Regions from separate parts of the Bicyclus anynana genome. Here region 1 is linked to region 2. The links are chromatin contacts, called in public Hi-C maps. All regions are on one chromosome and are shown on one strand. Each heading gives the region's core, a stretch centred on a gene start, on an enhancer-like site or on the middle of the called end of the contact. The rest is flanking DNA. Distances are from core to core; before and after follow the strand shown. Region 1 overlaps LOC112051269. Region 2 holds the start of LOC112051275 (chondroitin sulfate synthase 1).

Region 1 (6,240 bases), core at 2,909-5,408, 37 kb after region 2:
ATAGCTATGAGTCACAGCTGTAACTACCGCATTATGTTGGGTCTTTAACCCGCTGCCCCTAACCCCAGGTTAGGCTATTGTGTGCTACCTACCTACTGAAGTCTGAATGTACCGGTTTACCTTGGACGATACGAATAATTGAATTGTTGAACCTTTAGTTTGTACAAAACTTAAATCTTGTTTGTTTTACTTATAAATATGGTTTCATATCTACAATCTATGAAAGTATTCGAGTTGAATTCTATATGATTCTTGTAATATGAAATCTTTCTCTCTATATAATACCTATCAGTGAAAGTACCGACGGATAAAGTAAGATAGTTTATTTATTAAAAGTTACTTACGAAAAATGATTCTAACCTCTTAAATGTTAAAAATCGGAAAATGTTATCGAATTTACGTACTCGAATACGTTACGTTCTTTTATTTGAGGATTTTAGTATTAACCAGTTTGTTACTGTTACCTTCTTGTAATACCGATAAGCAAAGTAATTAAAAAGAAACTAATTAGAAAGAGGACAGAATGCATTTTTGTATATAAAGAATAAACTCAAAAACTTCTGGACCGATTTAAAAAATTCTTTCACCAATAGAAAGCCACATTATCAACCAGTAATATAGGTTTTATTTTATCCCCATATTCTCGCGGGAATGGGAAATATCGGGTGAATTCATCGTTGTACATTGGTCGCTATATCAGTAATCGATGAGTCATAATTTAATTTGATTATTTCTCTATAATTTTTCAGAACCTTCGCATTCAGGAGCTCCGAGAGCAGAGCCTGGACCTGCACCGGGACATCCAGTCTTCTGCGCGCGAGCTGGGGGTGAAAGGGGGTCAAGTGACCAGCTTTGTGTTACCTGGTGGAGTTCCGCTGTTCACGGCCAAGATGGGCGAGCCGGGCTACTTAGGAGATAATAGGATATTAGGTAACATTTTAGGCTATTACATAGCTTTTATCGCGGGCTTTGAGCGCGGCGACTCAAGAAATTCCGTAACGAAATTGAACCTAACACCCAAGCCGTGTATAAAGTTAACAAATTTCGACGATATCATATCGACTCAACTGGACAAGTGGTGTGAAACTAAGGGGCAAAACTTATTAAACCAGAGTTCGATTCCAGCTCAACGACATTTTTAATTGATTTTGAAATTTTATAATGTTACTAGCGGACGCCCGCGACTTCGTCCGCGTAAATTTCGATGTCAACTTTACTACTACCCCTACCCTACCCTACCCCTACCACCACCCTACCCCTACCCTACCCCAAATTTCCCCCTACCCTACCCCTACCTTACCTACACCCTACCCCCATCCTACCCCTACCCTCCCCGTACCCTATCCCTATCCTACCCCTACCTTACCACTTCCCTATCCTACCCGTACCTCTACCCTACCACTACCCTACCTCTACCCCTACCCTACCACTACCCTAAGCCCGGCCCTAAACCTACCCTACCCCTACACTACCCCTACGCTTCCCTACCCGTACCCTACCTTACCCTGTAACTTCTCTATCTTACTCCTACCCTTAGCAAAATCGGTCCAGTCCTTTGAGAGTGGTGGTATGACCAAGAGAAATAGAGACTTCTATGATAATAATATAAAGAGGTAAAGTTCGTGTGGTTGTAGGAGGTAATCTCTGGATCTACTGGACCGATTTGGAAAATTGTTTTACCAATAGAAAGCTACGTTATTTGCGAGTGTCATAGGCTATGTTTGATCCCCATATTCACACGGGAACGGGAACTACGTAAATGAAAGCGCCGAGCGTCATATAGCGGAATTACTGCGTCTTTTAGAAATTTTGTATTATCTCTGAAACTATGTAACTAATTAACATACTGTAAAGGGCAAATCTAATCTCCATAATATCCTTGTGATTATTAAACAATTTATTTTAATAAGGATTAAAGTTTAGTTGTATAAATAATGACGTAAACCTAAGTATATAAAATTAATAATTTTTAAAACACAAAAGGTACTATATCTGGTAATATATAGATGATAGATATATGGTGTCGCGGACTTTTTTGTAGAACTTTTAAAGATACATAAAGTCTCCATACATTAATTTCAATTTTACACAATAGTTAAGGCAGCGCATGCGAATAAGTCTGTTTAAGAGGATTTTCAGTCCGACCTGTATGACAAAAACTGTGATAACTCGGCTAATATATATGATACCAATATAAAATATAGCCTATAGCACTCCCCGATAATGTAGCATTCTACTGGTAAAAGAATTTTTAAAATCAGACCAGTAGTTCCGAAGATTACCCCATTTAAAAAATGTGACAAACTTACAAACTTACAAACTTTACCTCTTTATAATATTAGTATATATAGATTTATTTTATACTAGCGGACGCCCATGACTTCGTCCGCGTGGAAACTTTCAACCTCTAATTCACATTTTAATTTTAAAAATTCTTAAATCACATTATATTTCGTATTTTTTTATTGATTTATGATTAAATTTTTAAAACTTTCTATACAAACTTTCAAACCGTATTTCACCCCCTCCTATTTTTATTTCAGGGTCAAAAAGTACCCTATGTTTTGCTCCAAGGTACCAAGGTAGTATAATACCAAAATTCATCTTGATCAGTTCAGCCGTGAAAAGGTAACAGACAGACAGACAGAGTTACTTTCGCATTTATAATATTAGTTGGGATATATCAAGGTATTAATTACTTAGTATTGACCTTATTACCTTCGGGTAATAGAGATTTAAGAGACATTCGTGTCTCTTAAAATTTCTATATATTGAAACCTTGTCATCATCTCTATTGATGATTGGGACCCACAAACGTTACAAAGCCACCACTTAAATATTTTAATGCAAAGAGAAAAAATTAATAATTATTGTATAACTCCAGGTGCCCCGATAGACTTCAACCGCTACAAGGCTGACAGAGTGGAGGATATCGTGCCGTTCGACTTCATCACCAAGTCCATCCATTCCGTCAGCCACTCCAACCCTAAGCGAAGACTCGAAACTCCTCTGAAAGAGGCACTGGATGACGTCATACGTGAAGTTAGTAATTATTAAGTACTATCATAACCACTTTAGTCATCATCATCATCAGCATCATTATCAGTCGATGGGCGTCCACTGCTAGACATGCTTCTTGCATGGACTTCCAAATATAAATATCTCGAGCCGCCACTATTCAGGGCTTCCTGCAACCCGCTTAATGTCCTCAGCCCATCTAGTGTGCGGCCGACGGACAGTGCGCTATCCAAGGTCGCCATTCCATCAGCTCTTCGAACTATATGGCCTGCTCATTGCCACTTCAGCTTTATGAGTCACTGAGCTATGTCACTGACTTTGGTTCTTTTGCGGATCTCCTCATTTATAATTCGATCACACGGAGAAACTCCATGTATAACTCGCTTCATGGCCTACTGCGTAACTTTGAGCCTTCTAATGAGGCCTATAGTTATTAAGTACAGTTTAGTCATTAAGCACTTTTTTTCAGTAGCTTCAGCCTTTGTTTATGGCTTATTACAGTCATCATTATCATTATCAGCCGATAGATGTTCACGCTGGACAAACATCTCTTGTGTGAACTTCCAAACACCACGATCTCGTGCCTCCAGTATCCAGTGGCTCCTTGCAACCCAGTTGCTTTCGTCACCTTGTTCAGGGTCGACCAATACTGCGCTTTCCGTGGGGTCATTTCCATTACGGAATCTTGAGATCCTAAAGTCTGTCAGCTCTTCGAACTACGGTCTTCTTTTACTGCCACTTCGTGAATCGTTGAGCTATATCAGTATTTTTGGTTCCTTTCCTTATTTATGATCCGATCACACAGAGATAGCTCACCTCACATCACACAATACATTCCTGGCAAGACAAGTTGTTAGAAGACGTTTCGTCTGCAGGAGTTTTGAATGCAAATTTATCTCGGAGTTTCTCGAATGCTGCTAGCTAGCTTGTTGACGAGGTTGAAGATACAAGAGAGAAGAAGATGCTCCAATGAAGCAATGAAAATTATGAATATCTTTCAAACAAAATATATTTCGCAGGTGATGGAGATAATCAACGCCCCGTCTCGGCAGCGCGGGCGCGTGATCGACTTCAACGAGCTGCTGTACGGCTACACGCGCCTGCAGCCCGTGCACGGCGTCGACCACGTGCTGGACCTGCTGCTGAAGTACCGGCGCTACCGCGGCCGCAAGATGACGGCGGCCGTGAGGAGGCACGCCTACCTGCAGCAGTGCTTCACAGGTCGGATAAGAACCTCAATCAGAAATTTTGAAATTACAATTACTTCGTCAGGCTAAGAACCTGAGAACTTTTTGAATTACAACTTCATGACGGCCGCATGACGCAGCGGTAGTACCCTGCTTTCTGCATGCATTCGTGGGTTCGATTCCCACAACTGGAAAATATTTGTGTGATGAGCATGGGTGTTTTTTATACAAATACTTAATAGACTACAAGCCCTTGAACAAAAATTACCTGTGAAATGAACCAACGTGAATAAAGCTTAGAAAGCGTGAATAGAGCTTAGCTTAGAAGTCTACTACATCAGAAAATACCTCTGAGCACTATCACTTCTGAGCGGTACAAGTGAGTACCCGAGTGAATGGAATTGTTCAGGTACAAATGACGAAAAACCTAGTACTGTACGAAAGTGATGGTACCGGAAGTCAGAACAAATTTCGTCTCGTCTCAAAAAAATTGATAATTTTTTTCAACCTAGAACGATAATAAACGATTTAAGACCATTTTAAAAAAGTCTGAACTAGCCCATTGTGACTTCTAACATATCACTGCTGCGACCGAAAATGTTTTCTTACAAAGATGTTCATTATATTTTTTAGCAAACACCGTATTCAACCTAGATTCTAGAACCCTAAAATTTATAGCCATACAGTTGTGAGCCAATTACGCTAGGCTAGACCAACGCAGAAGATACACAACAAAAAGTCATCAAAAACACAAAAAAATCCACTTAAAATTATTTATGGTCAAAAGACCGGTGTCGGGTTCTTGCGAATTATATAATAATAGTACTTTTGTTTTTTGTAGGTCAGGTTTTTCTGTAGTAATTCTACTTGTTCCTAAAAACTTGTATAACGTGTTGTTATCTTTATGTGGTTGATTCACCATAATTTGTTCCACCACATTAAAAATATTATATATTTTAAAAGCCATTTTGACAACTCAAGGTTTTACAAAGTCATAAACACAAGATGTGTTCCATGTATTTAAAATAAGTTTGATTCTATATTTAGGTATAAACAGTTAATTTTAGTAAAGTATCATTTTGTTTTTTCCGTTGTTTTTGGTTGGTTAATCGTAAAAAAATTCTTAAAATAATAATATGAAAGCGTATTGGCCTTCTACATTTGTCTTATTTTTCCAAATCCCAGTCCTGGATATAAACAGAATACCTATATTAAAAAAACTTAATTTTATCACTTTTCCAATTTTCAGGAACCGAAATACGTGAGCTACCTATGGGAGAGCCAGCACCAATCGAGGATGCAGAAATATTGGAGCAACTCGATATCAACGTTAAGAATTATCAAAATGACTACGACGATTTTGATGATCCAAACAATAATCAGAACAGCTTCCTCGACATTGGCAATTTAAATATGAGACAAGCTTTCGAAAATAGCTTGTTGAAGATACATAACAACTTGCCAAAAATGCTTCAGTGGAGTAACGAAAATTATGAATATGCGGTGTACGACCGGCAGATACACTTCATTCTCCCTCTACTTGGTAGATTCGAAATATTCAATCGATTTATGAAAAACTACGAAGATATCGTCCTAAAAAGCGATGAAGCTGTTTCTCTAACTATCGTTCTGTTTTTGGATGCAGAAACTCCCTTAGATTATGAAAACTCCGAAACATTAGTCAATCATTTTAAGAGTGTTTATAGAAAGGATATTAAAATTGTTGCGATGGGTGCAGCCACGTTTTCAAGAGGCGCAGCGCTCACAGAGGGCCTCAAAGAGTGTTCAACTGATGATTTAGTGTCCTTCATAGATGTTGACATGATGTTCAATCACATATCACTTAGAAGAATAAGAATTAACACAATTAAATATAATCAAGTGTATTTTCCTATTGTGTTCAGTCAATATAATCCTGAAGTGGTGTACGGTGACGATTATAATAAATTTAAGGAGGAAAACACTGAAATTATCGCACCAGACAATTCAGAAGATAATGACGGTTCTAAAAGTGACATAGAGTTAGCGAATTTGA
Region 2 (5,781 bases), core at 1,931-4,430:
CATTTTTACAGCGATACTACTTGTAAGAGCTGGATTAAAGAGGTTAAGGGCGGACGAAGTCGCGGGCGTCCGCTAGTAGATAATATGTATTTTTAGGCAAATAAAAGAAAGTATTTTGAAGTTAAACGGTTTAAATGTCTTAAAACGTTGCTTTCGTTATTAATGTAGGTAGAATTATCAACATCTTTTACATATAAGAGGGGCAGTTTGGGTAGGCCAAGGCTGGGATGTGCTTTCCCTTTTCCTGTACCTACACAGAAAAGCTCGATATTTATAGCCCAACCTAGGACTCGAACCCACAACTTTGTGACCCGCCACACTAAATCACCGAGACTTACGAGTTACCTACTTATCTATTCAACAACTAATATCTATATTTTATAATTTTTTACAAGTAAAATTGGGTACTCTTTACAGGTAAACTATTGTTTAATATAATTAATAGTTTGTACTGATAATGATAAACTACATTGTTGATTTTAAGGAAAATATATTTCTTCTGTAATATCTGTAATTCTTTACGAGTAAATTGTAAACTATTATAGGTACAATATAATATCTTCTGATAAGGGTAACAACATCGATGTTTTCAAGGAAAACTGAAAAGTCGGATTGATTTTGTGGTAAAATTCTCCGAAGGGACCTGAGTTCGAGTCTTGGAGTTGCTTTTGGGGTCAATAATTTGCCTCATAAGAAAACTCTGAGTCACACAGCGGGTGATGGAACGAGCTATGCTCGGAGTATCTCTTCGTGAACGAATCAGAAATGAGGAGATCCGTAGAAGAACCAAAGTCACCGACATAGCTCAACGAGTCGCCAAGCTGAAGTGGCAATAAGCGGAGCACATAGTTCGAAGAGCCTATGGACATTGGGGTCCCAAGGTGCTGGAATGGCGAACCTGCACTAGAAAGCGCAGTGTTAGTCGACCTCCCACCAGGTGGACTAACGACATTAAACGAGTCGCAGGGATTCACTGGATGCAGGCAGCTCAGGATCGTGATGTTTGGAAGTCCCTACAAAAGGCCTATGTCTAGCAGTGAACGTCCATCGGCTGATATGATGATGATGGGTAAATAAAATGTTTCCTAGCACGGAATCGAGAAACAAAAATAACCAGTCGTATTAGTGACGCTGGACCCGCCGCGTCTAATGTTACAAAAATGCTGTCTCTAATGAATTCAACCCTTGGGTGAAGGACAACTCCGCATGTGACCTCCATTCGCCCTAAGGGTACTATCACATTAGGTTGTGCAGCTTATTGGTTTACTTTATTAATCACCGATGCAAAAAGAGGGGTGTTGTAAGTTTGACGTGTCTATCTGTCAGTCTGTGGCACCGTAGCTATGGTAATATATCGCCTCGGGTGTAATTTTCAACTTACCGCACTTATATCATAATCTATACTAATATTATAAAGTTGAAGAGTTTGTTTGTTTGTTTGTTTGTTTGATTGATTGAACGCGCTAATCTCAGGAACTACTGCTCCGATTTGAAAAATTCTTTCAGTGTTAGATAGCCCATTTATCGAGGAAGGCTATAGGCTATATATTATCCCAGTATTCCTACGGGAACGGGAATCACGCGGGCGAAACCGCGCGGCGTCAGCTAGTGTACTATAACGTTATCAATCTAAGCCTGCCAACTCAGCAACAGCGTGGTGGGTCTTAACTCCATATCCCCTTTTCTAAAAGGAGGGAGGCCTGGATCTGTGGGCCGTTAAAATAGGCTGATAATTAGGACGATTTGATAATGTAGCTGATGAAAAAATGGTTATAAGCGTTTCAGCAATTTCGGAGCCTATTTACAAATAAACAAACGAAAAAGTCTTTCCTCTTTATAATATCTATACTTATAATAAATCTGTAGAGAGGTCAATTCTGTACATGAAATATTTTTCCAAAATAACTATCGGGGGGTGATTAGTGATCAATACTGATGCTAAAAATGCAATCAGTAAAATTGTATGTTCGTAATAGAAACAAAAACTACTCGACGGATTTTAACGAAACTTGGTACAATTGTTCTTCATACTTCTGGGCAGGTTATAGTATACTTTTCATCATGCTACCATCAATAGGAACAGAGCAGTGAAGGGAAATGTTAGGAAAACGGGAGAAGTTACTCCATAATTTTAGGTTCCGTCGCGTGTGCAGCCTTAATGAATCGGGTAGGGGTAGGGTAGGGTAGGGTAAGGTAGGGTAGGGGTAGATGAAAGTTTACATCGACTTTCACGCGGACGAAGTCGCGGGCGTCCGCTAGTTAGTAATATAACAAGGGTGGTATATGTGCTCGTGTGGTATAACTCTTATGTGTTCTCAGGATCCCATCTGTCAAGCAAATGAGTTTGCCGACGTCTCCCCACATGTGCGGCCGAGACTGCTCTTCTTTGATTTTTTTTTCACTTTCATAAAACAGATAAAACTGCAACGAGGCGAAGTTTACGAACTTTTAACGAACCCTATCTTCCAAGAACTTTTTAAATAGTAATTTTGAATTGAAGAGCATTCTCAGAGATAATTTTAAATTTTTAGGGCCCTTGGGGAAAAAGTGTAGATACCGTTATTTAAAGTTATTTGGTTAATGTTAGTATTGAAGAAGAAATAACTCTTGGTGCTCAAATGCTCACTTAATTTCTTCAGAAGGACTGCACGAATGCTACTACTTTCTAAAACTGACTGACTTATGTAGCCAGACAAAAGTCGATTAAGATAAGACCCATTTCTAAAACTGTTATTAAAGTTTCACAGCCTCACTGTAAAGGTCGTAGCATTTTCTTTACAAAGAAAACATCGTATGGCATTCCTAATTAGCTAGTACTAGATTCGTGAAAGACGTCGGATGCAAGTAATTTGCTCTTATGAATGTAAATAGCTCTCCGCTCACGCCAACATATGCTCAGCGCTTCGCACCGCCGGTGTTCACGAGATGCCTTTGACGGCGCCGCGTAGTTCCGCGCACGTTTCCGCCACCCGGCTGCCAGACAATGCTCGCATAACACCACATTGTCTATCATATCTTGTCATTGCCCACCGATGAATGGGACAAGTTCATTCGAATATAGCATACTATATAAGCCTCGACAAGGAAGGGTATAGAACGGGCCTCGGGTGCAAGCGAGACGCGGAGCTCCGGCCGCGGGCTCGGACAGCCGGACTGGTCGAGTTTTGTTTTCAGACGGCCCACTTGCATACTGCAGTAGTACGGCGAGCGGCGCACGAGTCAAACGGGTTCTCGGTGTCGTCGACGTCGTAATGAACGTCTCGCATTTCGACACGCGTCGCGCCTCGCCGCGCTCGCTCCGTCCGCGCCGCCGATAGCATCTGCAAATTCGATATTTAGATCGTGACACCGCGATACTTGTGATCGATTTTGCGTGACGTGATAATTTGCCGGCAATGTGATCTGACAGAATGCTGACCGCCCACTGATGTCCCCGCGTGAAAGGGGTGAATCGCATATCCCTGGAATGCACGTGCGGTCGTAACAGTGGATGTGTTCGTTGATGTAGTCCTTTTAAGATGCCGCGAAGGAGTAAATGGATGCATCTCGTGGCCGGCGTAGTCGCTGGCGTCACTTTGGGTGTATTTCTAAAATTATGCTTGAGACCTTCCTCGAGGACTTCAATAGAAGCCTGTCCGAATAATGCTAAATTGTACGTCGCGCCTGATCCTTTATCGATAGTAGATTTAAAGGCCGATGAAACTTTGTTCAACTCTAATAGAACTTTAGTGTTTGTCGGCGTCATGACGGCAGAGCAGTATTTGACCAGCAGAGCGAGAGCAGTTTACGAAACGTGGGCGCAGGACTTGCCGGGTAGAATTGCGTTCTTCAGTTCGGAGGTGTCGCGAGCGCCAGGATTACCTTTGATACCGCTGCGAAGCGTCGATGACAGTTATCCTCCTCAGAAGAAGTCCTTTTTGATGTTGCTGTACATGTTCGAGCATTACGGCGAGAGGTTCGAGTGGTTCATGCGGGCAGACGATGATGTTTACGTTAGGGGTGACAAGTTGGGGGAGTTCTTGCGGTCAGTGGACAGTAGAAAACCTCAATTCATCGGACAAGCGGGAAGAGGAACGAACAATGAAAAAGACGCTTTAGCTTTGGATTACAATGAGAACTTTTGTATGGGCGGGCCCGGAGTGCTGATATCTCGAGAGACTATGCGGCGGGTGGCCCCTCACGTCAAGTACTGCTTGAAGCACCTCTACACCACACACGAGGACGTCGAGCTCGGCCGATGTGTTGCCAAATTTGCCGGCGTCTCGTGCACCTGGAGCTACGACGTGAGTTATGTTTTATTACTTTGCGTTTAACGTTTAGAGTTCATTTTCTGATACGCCATTAAAAGGCTATTGTGCGGGTTCTTTTGTTTGTGGCGTTTTTGTATTGCAAATTTTAAAATTATTATAATCACGAGCTCAGTTGATTACAGAGAGATTTTAAATTTCAATCCAATTATTAAACCGTTTAGACGTCCATCAGGTGGTTCATAACATGTGGTTATCGTTAATTTTGCATTTGAGTTACGAATGCCTCGAGGCTGTTTACTATATCTATCCACCTATAGCATTTAAAAGTATGCATCGAGTTCTACAAAGTTCTTTGTTTGTATATTTGTTTATCGGCCCAATGAAAGGAGGTGAAATAGGCTATCGAACAGGTAAAGATAATTTGGGATCGGATGCCTTTTGTCGAGGACGAACCACTACATTTGCTTTGATGAATCCCCAGTTTCTACGAAATGAAGAGCTTTCTTGGAATCAGAGTTGATATTTGTTTGTAGGTAGGTAACTACTTTACTGCTAGCTGTTGGCTACCTATATTTTATCATTTAGGAGTGATTTCATTGGCCTCAAACGATGAGGTTTTTGCATATCTAGAATATATGCAACAGCAATTTATATGTAGGTACGTTTGTACGTACCTACATATAAATTGCTGTTGTCATACTTGAGCGAAAGTTTTGCGAGAGTTTTTAACTATTAATTGTTATTTAAGCCTAAATATGGTTATTTAGTTAGAAGACTTCGTAGATAGCTTTTTTAAGTTAACTTTCATTTAAGTTTATTGAAACTTATTATACCTACTTATCCAAGGTTAAAAGCTAAAATTTTACGAAACAGGTATTTTTATGTGGTATTTTATAAATATTTGGCCGCATTAATAAAATATTTTTAAGTATACCTAACAAAAAATGTCATGTGTTCCACCATTTGAATTTTTTTTTTTTTTTTTTTTTCACCGTTTTCTGCACTTTTTCTCTAATTTTTATTTAAAATTGTAAATTTTGAGGCTACAAATAGGAATCGGTATCTACCGTAAGTTTAAATAAGCATTGAGAAAAAAAAAACATACATACAGCCGAACGTAGAACCTCCTCCTTTTTGGAAGTCGGTTAAAAAAAGAACAACCAATTGGCCCACAAAATGAATAAAAACTGAGATCCGCATTCTGAACTCTGAAACGCAGTTCGTGCCCAAACGACGATCAATTGGACCGAATTTCAGGGGAACACCGTTAGCTTAGGTTCAACGTCTCCGCAAAAATATTATCTTGCTCGAATAAGTAACTTCTCGCAGAACTAAGCCGGCGTCAGAAACCGGTTGCTGGTTGCGAACGAGAGTGTTGCGATGAGATGGTCCTCATTCATAGATCTTGTAATGAAGTAGACACGCCTGATGGCTCTAGGATGTCGACAGTATCTACCTATCTCGTAGTTTGCACAGAAAGTAATGCAGCTCTATTTATTTGCCATCATACTTCAGACAATGACATCCGACA

What was found. Hi-C and Micro-C count contacts between places; a contact is called where the count stands out from the background.
Region 1: a Hi-C map of whole body shows a contact between it and region 2, with 2.4 times the contacts expected there. The contact joins the enhancer-like site here to the promoter of LOC112051275 in region 2. A contact is called at or near these places in 2 of 2 Hi-C or Micro-C datasets (whole body and whole larva).

What each region holds. Positions count from the first base shown.
Region 1 is chr17:2,339,908-2,346,147 of ilBicAnyn1.1, forward strand. The region is part of intron 2 of LOC112051269; the gene reads left to right. LOC112051275 (chondroitin sulfate synthase 1) reads left to right here. Exons shown (of 6, transcript XM_024089845.2): 3 at 750-930; 4 at 2,885-3,042; 5 at 4,038-4,239; 6 at 5,455-6,240. Among protein-coding and RNA genes, the nearest start is that of LOC112051270, 26 kb to the right of the region's middle. Within about 2 kb of position 4,159, at least 3 of the 8 cell types and tissues checked have open chromatin away from gene starts, as enhancers often do.
Region 2 is chr17:2,303,584-2,309,364 of ilBicAnyn1.1, forward strand. LOC112051275 (chondroitin sulfate synthase 1) reads left to right here and starts at 3,181. Exons shown (of 6, transcript XM_024089845.2): 1 at 3,181-4,283. The coding sequence starts at 3,519. All of the region lies in intron 2 of LOC112051269, which reads left to right.